Linked DNA regions of Mus musculus: region 1 is linked to region 2. Evidence: chromatin contacts called from public HiChIP or PLAC-seq data. All regions are on one chromosome and are shown on one strand. Each heading gives the region's core, a stretch centred on a gene start, on an enhancer-like site or on the middle of the called end of the contact. The rest is flanking DNA. Distances are from core to core; before and after follow the strand shown.

What was found. HiChIP or PLAC-seq counts read pairs in DNA pulled down with a chosen protein or histone mark.
Region 1: a contact with region 2 is called in an H3K27ac HiChIP or PLAC-seq map of double positive thymocytes, with 5 times the contacts expected there. The contact joins two enhancer-like sites. A contact is called at or near these places in 3 of 39 promoter capture datasets (the 3T3-L1 cell line, liver and maxillary cranial neural crest), 2 of 484 Hi-C or Micro-C datasets (bone marrow-derived macrophages and nephron progenitors) and 2 of 115 datasets of contacts at active chromatin or transcription factors (double positive thymocytes and regulatory T cell precursor).

The regions. Positions count from the first base shown.
Region 1 is chr5:149,355,890-149,362,008 of GRCm38.p6, forward strand. It overlaps Gm38753 (a long non-coding RNA gene), which reads right to left. Exons shown (of 3, transcript XR_868733.3): 3 at 5,128-5,682. Among named protein-coding and RNA genes, the nearest start is that of Gm38753, 8.6 kb to the right of the region's middle. Within about 2 kb of position 2,937, at least 3 of the 459 cell types and tissues checked have an H3K27ac peak or open chromatin away from gene starts, as enhancers often do. A contact at or near this core is called in double positive thymocytes, where this site is marked.
Region 2 is chr5:149,132,374-149,137,887 of GRCm38.p6, forward strand. The region is part of intron 1 of Mm2pr (macrophage M2 polarization regulator); the gene reads right to left. Among named protein-coding and RNA genes, the nearest start is that of Gm42788, 9.1 kb to the right of the region's middle. Within about 2 kb of position 3,563, at least 22 of the 459 cell types and tissues checked have an H3K27ac peak or open chromatin away from gene starts, as enhancers often do. A contact at or near this core is called in double positive thymocytes, where this site is marked.

The sequences.
Region 1 (6,119 bases), core at 1,687-4,186, 220 kb after region 2:
CACCAGGTCCCCTGTCTGCCTTGCCATTGGGATGCCGGAGCACCTCCAACATGTCGCCCAGGGAAGGCAGAATGCAGTCTGAGATAGGGGGTCTCAGGCCATGTTTCCCTGGCTGAGAAAGAGTAGGGGCTGGGTCTGATGCTGTGGTTCTCAACCTCCCACCACTGGGGACTGCCAGGAGTTGGTAACTGGGGTCCTCAGGTCTGTGCTTCCCCCTACAGGCCAGGCAGGGAGGGAATAGCGGTATCCAGCCTAACTCTGAGTGAGTGCTGAAAGTATGGAGGGGCTGGGCGAGAGGCCTTCTCTAGATTTAGGCATGGACCTTTACAACAAAGGCTCCTCCTCCCCTGCTCCCACAATCCTCGATGATGAAGGAGACAGTCCTTGCTTGTCCAAACTGCTTTATTGTCATGGCAGATGTGAACGCACAGGTCTTACTCAGGGTGACTCAGGGATTAAATACCTCTTGCAGGAAGGGATGTCCAGGGAGGGAAGCTCATTGGCTAAACACTGCGGGCCTATCTAGATGCCTCATTAGCATGGAGAACTCTGGGTTTTTATTCTATATGACCAGTTTTTACGACTCTCTCAATGAGGTCTCATGGTTATGTATTCCAGAACAGGTAGACCCTGGCCTCAAGCTGGTTCTAACACCTACAGTTCTCAATTGTGACAATTTCTGGGGGTTTTGAGCCTGCTTTAACCTTACCAGGTCTTCTGTCTAGTGGGATGTTCCACCCAACCCACAGGTCCCTCTGATAACACTGGTATTAGCTCAATGAGAACATTGCTTTTGATGTGGCTGAAGGTTTTGAAGGTACTCAGAGAAAAGGAAGTATGGAATATTCTCTCTGTCCCCCTTTCCTGCTTTCTGTAAATGCTATCAGTCTTGTGTCTTCCATTTTGCTCTATCATGTCCAATAGCTCAAGTGAAAAGGTCACTTTCTGTTGGGGGAAGAGAGGTTGCAACCTGTCACTTCTCAGAAGACTGTGAGAGATTCAGCTGGTACCTCTTTGGGAGGGTGTGCTGCAAGCTTTTGTATTGCAGGCTGTGGGAGGCCCAGTGCTGTCTGTCTGTCTGTCTGTCTGTCTGCCTGCCTGCCTAACCATCCATCCATCCATCCATCCATCCATCCATCCATCCATCCATCTATCTATCTATCTATCTATCTATCTATCTATCTATCAATCTGTGTGTGGATGTTTTACCTACATGTATTTATATGTATTATATGCATGCAGTACTTTGGAAGAACAGAAGAGGGCACTAGGTCCCCTGGAACTGAAGTTACAGGATGGTTGTGAGCCTCCACTTGGGGTGGGTGCTGGGATGGATCCTCTTCCAGAGTAGCAAGTGCTTTAAATCAATAAGTTATCTCTCCATCCTCCGTTTTCTGGGCTGGGAAGATTGCTTAATTAGTGAAATGCTTTGCTTGTAATCAGGAGGACTTGAGATGTCCAGAAACAGTGTTAGAAGATCGGCTGTGGTGGTGCATGCTTGTAATCCCAGAGCTGGGGAGGGAGAGGAGGAGAATCATGGGACTTGTTAGCCAGATGGGTTAGCCTAATTGATAGGCTCCAGGCCAGAAAGAAACCACACCCAAAAAGAGGTGGACAGCATTTCTGAAGATGACACCTAGGGTTGTTCTCTAGCCTCAACACACACACGCACACGCACATGCACACACACAGAACCCTCTTGACCCAACACCTGGATGCAGAACCTGCTGCTGACCCCATCTATTTGGAGGACCCCTCCCGCTCCCAAACAAAGCCCTCAGTGATTCTGATGGTAGATCTGGGCTGGTGGCTCTGCGAGGTGTTTAGCTCACACTCTCAGGCAGGGATGTGCATTCTACTGCCATGTTGTCTCCACTCTTCTTCCATGGTGGGCGCTGGCTTCACTTTCCACCCATTTCTCTGCAGCCACACTGGTCCTGGGTTATTGTGAGGAAGGCAGAAACAGACCCGGTTTTATAGAGTGATGCACCTGCCAGGAGTAGATGATAGGTCCCCTGCTCAGATTACAAGGGTGAGTTCCTTTATTCTGAAATAGGCCCAAAAATCTTCAGTTCAGTTTTCTCCTTTCTTTCAACAAGCTCTATTCCAGCATAAGCTATTATTATTACTGGAGTTAAGTAATAATGAGTAATGAGGGCTGGTGAGATGGCTCAGTGGTTAAGAGCACTGACTGCTCTTCTGAAGGTCATGAGTTCAAATCCAAGCAACCACATGGTGTCTAATAATAATAGTAATAATAATAATAATAATGATGATGATGATGATAACCTATGAACCAGAGCGAGCAGTGGCCCAGAGCATGTGGAGCCAGAGCAAGAGGGAGTAGGGAAAAGGGGGGAGGGGATGAGTAATGAGAGTCTCTTGGTGTTTTATGGGGTCTCAGATCTTCTTCTAGAGGCCTTTGAATGTGCCCTGTGCATTTAGACCCCTTAGAATGGGCCCTAGTGGATCTGACAGCTCCCACCATTCTTGGTACTTACATTCCTGTGTGTGTTCCCCAGCTGCCAGTGTTTGCACAAGGTGGCCACGAGAACCACAGGCCTGCTGAGAGGATCCAGGGAAGGGGGCCTGAGCTCTGAGTTTCAACCTATGTGCCCCATCTTTTACATGGCTGTACAATCTTCATCGCTATAATCCCTTCCTTGATGGAGACAGAAGCAACATGTGCACACCTTCTAAGGTCCGTATGACAAGTGGAGGTGTGATTATTCTAGAGTTCCCTCTGGGGAGCCAGGGAGTTCATCAGGCTTGGTTGGAGTGCACTGAGAGAGGGGTTATGAGCAAGAACACTGGTGGTCTTAAGGCAGCCGCACTGGAAGGTCTCCCATGGCCACAAAGGCAGAGCCCGGCTCCTCGAGCCTCTCCCCACATTATACTCTAGCTCCTCCTCCTCAAGAACCCGCTTTCAATAAGAGCAGAATTGCATACAGCTGGTGGGAGGAGAGGAGGTGACTGGATACGTGACCTTCCCTTCCCCTCCATCCTAGTCACTGTTCTATCGCTGTGAGGACACACCACATCCAGGGCAACTCTTAGAAATGCAATAATTTAATTGGGGTCTTGCCTGTAGCTTCAGAGGCTTAGTCCGTTGTCGTTACAGCAGGAAATGTGGTGGTAAGCATGGCAGGCAGGCATGGTGCTGGAGAAGGAGCTGAGAGCTATATCCTGACCCGAACACACACACACACACACACACACACACACACACACACACACACACCACACACACACACACACACACACACACACACACACACCAAACACACACACACACACACCAAACACACACACACACACACACACACACCACACACACACACACACACACACACCACACACACACACACACACACCACACACACACACACACACCACACACACACACACACCACACACACACACACACACACACACACCACACACACACACACACACACCACACACACACACATACACACACACACCACACACACACACACACACACACACCACACACACACACACACACACACCACACACACACACACACACACACCACACACACACACACACACACCACACACACACACACACACACACACACCACACACACACACACACACACACCACACACACACACACACACACCACACACACACACACACACATATACACACACCACACACACACACACACACACACACACACACACAAACACACACCACACACACACACACACACACACACACACACACACAGATGGGGGTGGTGGTCAGTCTGCCATGAGCTTTTGAAACTTCAAAGCTCATCCCCAGTGTCACACTTCTAAAACGGCCATGCCTATGGTCTTAGTTAGGGTTTTACTGCAATGAACAGACACCATGACCCAAGCAACTCTTATAAGGACAACATTTAATTGGGGCTGGCTTACAGGTTCAGAGGTTCAGTCCATTATTATCAAGGCGGGAACATGGCAGTATCCAGGCAGGCATGGCACAGAAGGAGTTGAGAGTTCTGCATCTTCATCTGAAGACAACTAGTAGAAGACTGGCTTCCAGGTGGCTAAGATGAGGGTCATAAGCCCACGCCCATAGTGGCACACCCACTCCAACAAGACCACACCCACTCCAACAAAGCCACACCTACTCCAACAAGGCCACACCTCATAACAGTGCCACTCCCTGGCCCAAGCAGATATAAACCATCCCACCTCCTAATCCTTCTAATCCTTTCAAATAGCGCCACTCTCTGCTGACTAAAGCATTCAAATATATGATCCTATGAGAGCCATCTTATTCAAACCATCACACCCTTCACACCCTCCTTCTACAAAGGAATAGCAACAGCCAACAAGCTCAGTTGTGATGCTCTTTGGCAAGAAAGCACGGCTGATCTGATGAAGCTGGTAGCAGTCCAGCTTGAAGGATAGTCCTGAACTGTAAGTGACCACAAGCATTAATAGGCAGTAGAGTTATTGTAAATCCACCTCACAAAACACTATTCCAAGGTCCCAAATTGGACCTAGGGTGGCTTCTTCCAGCCATGGAGCTAACATGCCCAGGGAAAGGGGCTTTGGGGAGCTTTTCAGCACATACATGGAGAAAGAGTGAGGCATAAGTCCTCTGGGCCAAGACAGGCTCTGTGTTAGGTACCCTCTGCCTCCTTGGCCTCTGCATCAAGCCCATTGGGCAGTGCACACCTGTTGAAGGAGAAATGATTGTGACAGGGACACCATGCATTTTCCCTCGGATCTCTATCCCTCCTGTGGCTTCTCTTCCCTCCATAGGGACAAGGGATGATTCTGGCAGCTGAGATAAGGTATGCATCTCAGGAAGGAATCAAGGTTGTTGCCCTCATTGGACACTTCCAATAGGGTTCACTGTGACTCCTTTTGGAGTGTCCTGATGCCACTGCACACTGGGCTGGAGGGATGAAGTGGAGTCTGTAATGGGTGAGGTCTACAGGATCCTGAAGCAGCTGGGAGTGAGTGCCGGAGGGGGCATGGGAGCATGGGATTCGGGGGCATGGGGGCGCGGGGGCACGGGGGTGTGGGGCCCAGGGAGGCTTTCTCTGATGACTTTAGTGTTACAGCTCTTTTAGACGAAGGCCTTCTTCGATAATCTTCACTGAAACAGCTCTCTGAGCCGATCTTAGCTTGTGCACATACCTTTATTGAGGATGAACTTGTACACATACACTTTATTTGGGGTGAACCAAAAGCTATATATATGAACCTTGGGGAGTGGGAAGGGGTTCTTCTTAGGGTGAAGTTTCATTGACTGAGGCTTAAGGTGCTGGGGAATACCTCATTTGCATGGAGAGGAATTCCAGGAAGTTGAATCTGTGATTCCACCAGGGATTATGTGACATTCCCCAGGGAGACCATGGGTTGGGTTCCCCAGATCAGACAGAGAAGAGGAAAGCCCCACTATGAAGAGGGAGCCCTCCATTTTGTGCCAAGCTCAGGAAAGCTGTCCGGACATCATAGACCACAATCTTAGCAAAGTAAGGCAGCTATTCAGCTACCTGTGTGCTGTTCTTACTCTGCCCTCTAAGGTGGGCAGACCCCTTTCCTCTCAGTTTCCTGTAAAAATTCTTCATACATCTGGTGATGGACCTGGGAGCAGGGTGTGTGGTGAGAACTTCGAAGCACCGCATCTTCCATGTGCTCTCATTGGTCCTCTGTAGAGATTGACACACAGGCATCAAGAGCAAATGAGACTCAGAACAACGCCTTGATAATAATGGACCGAACCTCTGAACCTGTAAGCCAGCCCCAATTAAATGTTGTCCTTATAAGAGTTGTTTGGGTCATGGTGTCTGTTCATTGCAGTAAAACCCTAACTAAGACCAAAGGCATGGCCGTTTTAGAAGAAGTGTGACGCTGGGGATGAGCTTTGAAGTTTCAAAAGCTCATGGCAGACTGACCACCACCCCCATCTGTGTGTGTGTGTGTGTGTGTGTGTGTGTTCGGGTCAGGATATAGCTCTCAGCTCCTTCTCCAGCACCATGCCTGCCTGCCATGCTTACCACCACATTTCCTGCTGTAACGACAACGGACTAAGCCTCTGAAGCTACAGGCAAACAGCTGGTTTGATTGTTTTCAAAATAGTGGAGTG
Region 2 (5,514 bases), core at 2,313-4,812:
AGCCGGGAAGAGTCAGAGGATAAACTCGACTGTCCCCGTTAGGGTCTCACACCCCTGAGGTTTCTGGGCGTGCCTCTTACTTGTCAAGTATGCTGGACCTTGCGTCTGGCTAAGAAAGATCTATGCTAAAGCTGCCATGTCATATATACAGCATCACACAGCCCCCCTGAACCTGAGCAGAGACGATTACAGAAAGGGTCGTGGAGAGAGTGAGGACTCTAGGGGCTGTCTCCTGTAGCTCCTTTGGAGCCTTCCCAGGAGAATGTGGGACAGAGGCATTTCCATGGCAGCCTGGAGCCTCAGCTAGAGACTTACCATGCTAACTGCCTGATTGCTCTTTCAGAGGAAAATGAGTAACTGAAATATTCCAGACGCTGATTCCTATAGTTTGATCATTTCCTGTAATTCCATTTATGTTGGTGTGGCAGAAGTACACATCACTGGAAGGACTAATTAATGCCTATATTCTTAGTGTGTGGCAATGTCTCCTACTATAACCCGAATCACCTGGAACTCACTATGAAAGCCCAGACTAGCCCTGAGGCAGTCCTCCGGTCTCAGACTTCTAAGTGCTTGGAATTACAAGCATGGGTCAAAAGCCTAGGTAGAAAACAAAACAAAACAAAACAAAACAAAACAAAACAAAACAAAAAAACAGAAGAAGAAAATATATTTAAAAGAGAATTGAGGTGCCTGAGGTACTCTGTGGCAGAGTTCTTGCCTAGCACAAAACCTGAAATGTATAAATAAATAAACGAATACAGCTTAAAAGAATATACAAGTGACATTTAAGAGACTTTTGGGGGGAGGGGAGGGAGGCTATGTAGCTCCAATGCTGGGAATACAGGCCTATACCATGAGACAACCTCCTTTCATAAGGTCAGACGATGTTGAACCTGGCCCGTTTGAGAGAACTTAAGTGTTCAAATGATTGGGCTTCTTAGCAATGCCACGTAATTCTTAATAAATTCCAGTCTGTCACTAGCAGCCACGGGCTATGAATCCCTTGTCTAGACATCCCGACAGTGGCGGTCAAACCTTTGGTTGTTTTGCTTTGCTGCTGTTGCTTAGTTTGTTTTGAGACAGCACTCCTGTATCCCCAGCTACCAGGAACTCACTTGGTCATCAGGGACAACTTTGAATTTGGGATGCTCCAACCTCCACCTCGTGAGCGCTGATTTATGGGTGTGTGTAACCCTCAGACCTGGCTTGAGACAATCAAATCTTGTGTCTCACAGATACTACAAATGTTGACTTCCCAAACCATGGGAGATTGCTTAATTCCACAAAGAACATCTAGTTTTTAAGAAAGACTACAGCCAGATTCACTAGTATCCCCAGGAAGGCAAAGCCTCTGGAGCATCAGGGCTTCTGGGGTGGCCCACGGACCTCTCCGCATCTCCTGCCTCCACTGTCAAACATGCTGACATCTAGGGGCCACCAGTCTAACCTCAAGGCAAGAACCAAAGTTGCTGTTGTCTGCTTTGTGCATGCTGAATGAGGGCCTACACATTTCACCAGTGGACTCTGGATCTACGGGCTACTATTATTTTAATCAAAAGCACCCTTGGAAAACATCTTTAGGATTAGAAAATTTCTTTCTTACATCCCTGGATTATTACATTTCTCTGTCTCTAAGATCAGCACTTCCCCCACCTCGGTGGTGATACTTTGGAGTGAGAGGAGGTTGTCCCACACCTTAGTTGATGTTCAGCAATACCCCTAGCTGGCTACTACTCGTGAGATGCTCGATGCATCAATCCAGCATTGAGAATGGAAAATGTCACCAATTAACGGCGACTATCCTTTGCCTAAGGGTGGAGTTAGATTGAACACTGTAGAAAATTGCAGCCTCAGATCTTCCCTGACAAGGCTTGTTGAGCTTTGAGTGCCTTGAGGATGGCCACGGAGGCTCACCACCTGAGAACTGCCTCCACAAGACGATGCCTCTCCATGATGGCCACACAGAACGATGGGCTGTTAACTGCGGAGCCCCGTCGGAGCCCCAGACTCGCCGTGCTGGATTACCAGCTTTGCTTCTCTGAGGAAGGACTTTAAATAACCCATGAGAACTGAAATGATGGAAATGGGAATCCAACCATGTAGTGAATCCAAAGAGCACCAATATGGCTTATCGAGAAGGAATGTGTTCATGCAAGCGTCGTTTGTAGGTTGCCTACACAAATGTATGACATCTAAATTTAGATAGCTACATGGGGGAAAGTGGGTGAAATTCAGACTCAAATAGATGGGTACCTGGGATTCTGTAGGGTTCCATCTGCTCCTGCTCTGGTTTGATAAGCAAACTCAGCGATTGCGAATATGTACTAAGCTCAAGTCTCTACTCAGATACTAATTGGAAGCTAAGGAGACCGTGTATTATTAAAAGGCTAAAAATATCTCCAGTTGGAAGGGGCAGATTGTAGAAGGGCTTGTGAGTGACGATTATTAAATAGTTAAGAGTGTGAGTAAGACAGATAGGCATTCATTCACTAAAATCTCTCATTGGAAAGAGTCAGAAAGGCAGTGTGCAGTGACACACGTGCCTGTGCCCGCACTGCATGTCAGGTGTTCCCAGACAGCAAGGCTAGAAGCACCTCCCCTGGGCTCTCACAGCACTCGTCAGAGACAGCAATTGTGTGTTATGTTTTCTTCCTGGATCTGTTTCTCTTTCCTTGTGTCCTGTGAGCTTTGGCAGGGCACAGTGGGAATTCCATACATCCCTCTGCAGCCCCAAGGTCTACATTAGCAAGCATTTCTTGAATAAGGAGAGGAAAGAGGGACCTCCAACCAGGCTTTCCAGGAAAACACTAGATTGAGGTAGAGGGAGGTGGAGGAAGGAAGAGGGTTTTTGGAGATCAGAAGAGGTGTATGCCTTGGCCGATACCACGGTCTCACATTGCAGAGACGCAAAGTAAGAAAATGATAAAACGTTATCTTTTTTGTGTTGGGAAATGGGAAACATTAGCAAGAGCCCTCTCTTGCGGGGGGAGCACAGTGGATCTGCAGGGGGTGAAACCTTCAAGCAGGCACTAATTAGGAAGCAGGGACATGGCGTGGTTTACAAAGGAAAAATTACAATAACAGCAAAATGGAGTTTGCATATATCCTTCTCACTTAGGAAGGAACATCATTTCTAAGAGAAGCAATACAGTAAATGGCAGGCACTCATCAGGAGAGTCAGGCTGATTGGCCAGAAGGAAATGCGGGGCAAGACATTAACCCATCAGAGAATGGAAGTGTGGCAGTGGGTGAAACTATGTTTCTGGAGAGTTGCGAAAGGCTGTGTGAGGTAAATATCTTCCCCTGAGAGACAACAGGGAAGAAAGGAGCCTGTAGAGGAGGCAAATTTCTACGTGTAAAGAGGCCTGGGGAAAGAGCTGGCCTCAATTCCTTTCTTCCCCCTGTGAAGGAAGTAACAAAATGAGCCACAGGACAGAGGAGGAGGAGCGGCAACAGTACTGAAGCCCGAGGAGCAACGGACATGTGGAGTAGGGACCTAGGTCAGCCCAGCAAGGGCTTGTAGGGCAGAGGTGGCCTCAGTGCATAGAGGTAAACATGTTGCTCTAGAAACGGGAGGCAGAGAGCCAGTGTTTGTCATCAAGGATGAACAGCAGCCAAGGCTGGTGACTGGTGGCAGGTTCTCAGCAGTACAGGGAAACGCTTGGGACCCATTGGGAACTAATTCATACTGAGTTCCCGAGACTGTCAGTATCTAGCTAGAGGGAGCCCTCCCCGCTACTCTGCAGATAGCTCCCAGCATCATGGTGAGTATGGGGGTTATGATTAGAAGGTGAAGTAGGGGGTGCTGGAGAGATAGCTCAGTGGTTAAGAGCACTGACTGTTCTTCCAGAGGTCCTGAGTTCAATTCCCAGCAACCATATGGTGTCTCACAACCATCTGTAATGGGATCCAATGCCCTCTTCTGGTGTTTCAGAAGAGAGCAATAGTGTACTCACATACATTAAATAAATAAATAAATAAATGAATAAATAAATAAATAAGAAGTGGGGGGGGGTCTCTGGGTGTATGTGCCTGTCAGTGTAATTACCTCCATGAGTTTATACTTTATATTCTTTTGTCTTGCTTCATTTTGAGACATGGTCTCACTATGTCGTTTTGGCTGTCCTAGAACTCACTGTGTAGACCAGGCTGGTCTCGAACTGACAAGAAACCTTCTTTCCTCTGCCTCCCAAGTGCTGGGATTCAAGGTCTAAGCCACCAGTGCCCAGCTCATTTTAATTTTTCTTTTACACTTTCAATTTTTTTCAGTGTTTCATTTTCTTCTTGTAACCAGGGTCTCATGTATGACCCTCCTGTCTCAGCCTCCCAAGTGCTGGGATTGATACTTTATTCATAGAAACAAATCTACATATCATCTACCTTAAAATGGAGTTGATATTGACTCGCACACAAACTTCTGAATCAGAGTAATTCTTCTGCAGGTGTTTGTAGTCATAAACACCTCCCAAGAGCAGTGTCAGTTAACAGAGGTATAAATGACCTACTTCTGGAAAGTGAGCGAGAAAAACAAAGCACACCTGTGAAAGGACTTGGGAATCTTAGAGACACATCTTTGGAGAGGTGATGACAGAGCCCCCACATGTAAAGATGCAGGTGGGGCCACAGGGCATGCCTAACATGTGGTCACTAGCAGCGGCAAATAAATAAGTGAATAAAACTGAAGTTGATACAGTGTCCTGGGCTGACTGCTAGCATGCAGGAGCAGAGCTTGGCCTGTGACCACTGTACCAGGGAGGAAGCATTTGGTCTCTTGGGTTAGCGCCAAGCCCACGAGTTTCCAGAAAGGCACAAGGCTAGCCAATCACAAGGAATTGGCTCTGCAAAGCAGAGATGGGCTGGGTCATGTGATAATGACAAGGCCACATAGGAGTGGGCCCCGGGATGCTGACTGTGCAGTTTGGGAGATAAAAAGGCATCACCAGCCAGCACCTGCATCAGCAAGGAGTCTACCAGCCCAGCATTCCAAGGACAGTTAAGTGTGAGATTAAAAGGTCTGCTCCATGGCCCGGTCCTTGTGCTTAGAGGTATCTAGAAGTTTTCTACTTACAGAAAAATCCCCACAAATTTAATTTCTGGAAGGGTCTCTCTGGCTAACACTGATACTTCCTGGCTAGTAATAAATGAAACATTTTCTTCTGTTACACTAACAGAATTATTATTTTTTTCTATAATTCTGTATTTAGGTTCTAAGCAAAGTAACTCAGAATCTTCTTTTTCCTGTTGCCATTGGCAGTGTTCCAACAGCGTGAGGCTGACCAACTGCAGATTAAGAAGTCTCACTGCTCAGATATGCCCACGGGTTTTGTGTGTCCAGTGTGTTATTAACAACTTGGTTACGTTTTATTAGCTGCTTTCCTACTTTTAACAATGCCCTTTAATTTACAAGGTAGTAAAAATTAAATGAGTAACTACAAACCTATCTAGTTTCTCAATAAAGAATTTATTTCAAAGCCGGATAGGGTGGCTCATAACTGTAATCCCAGCATTCGG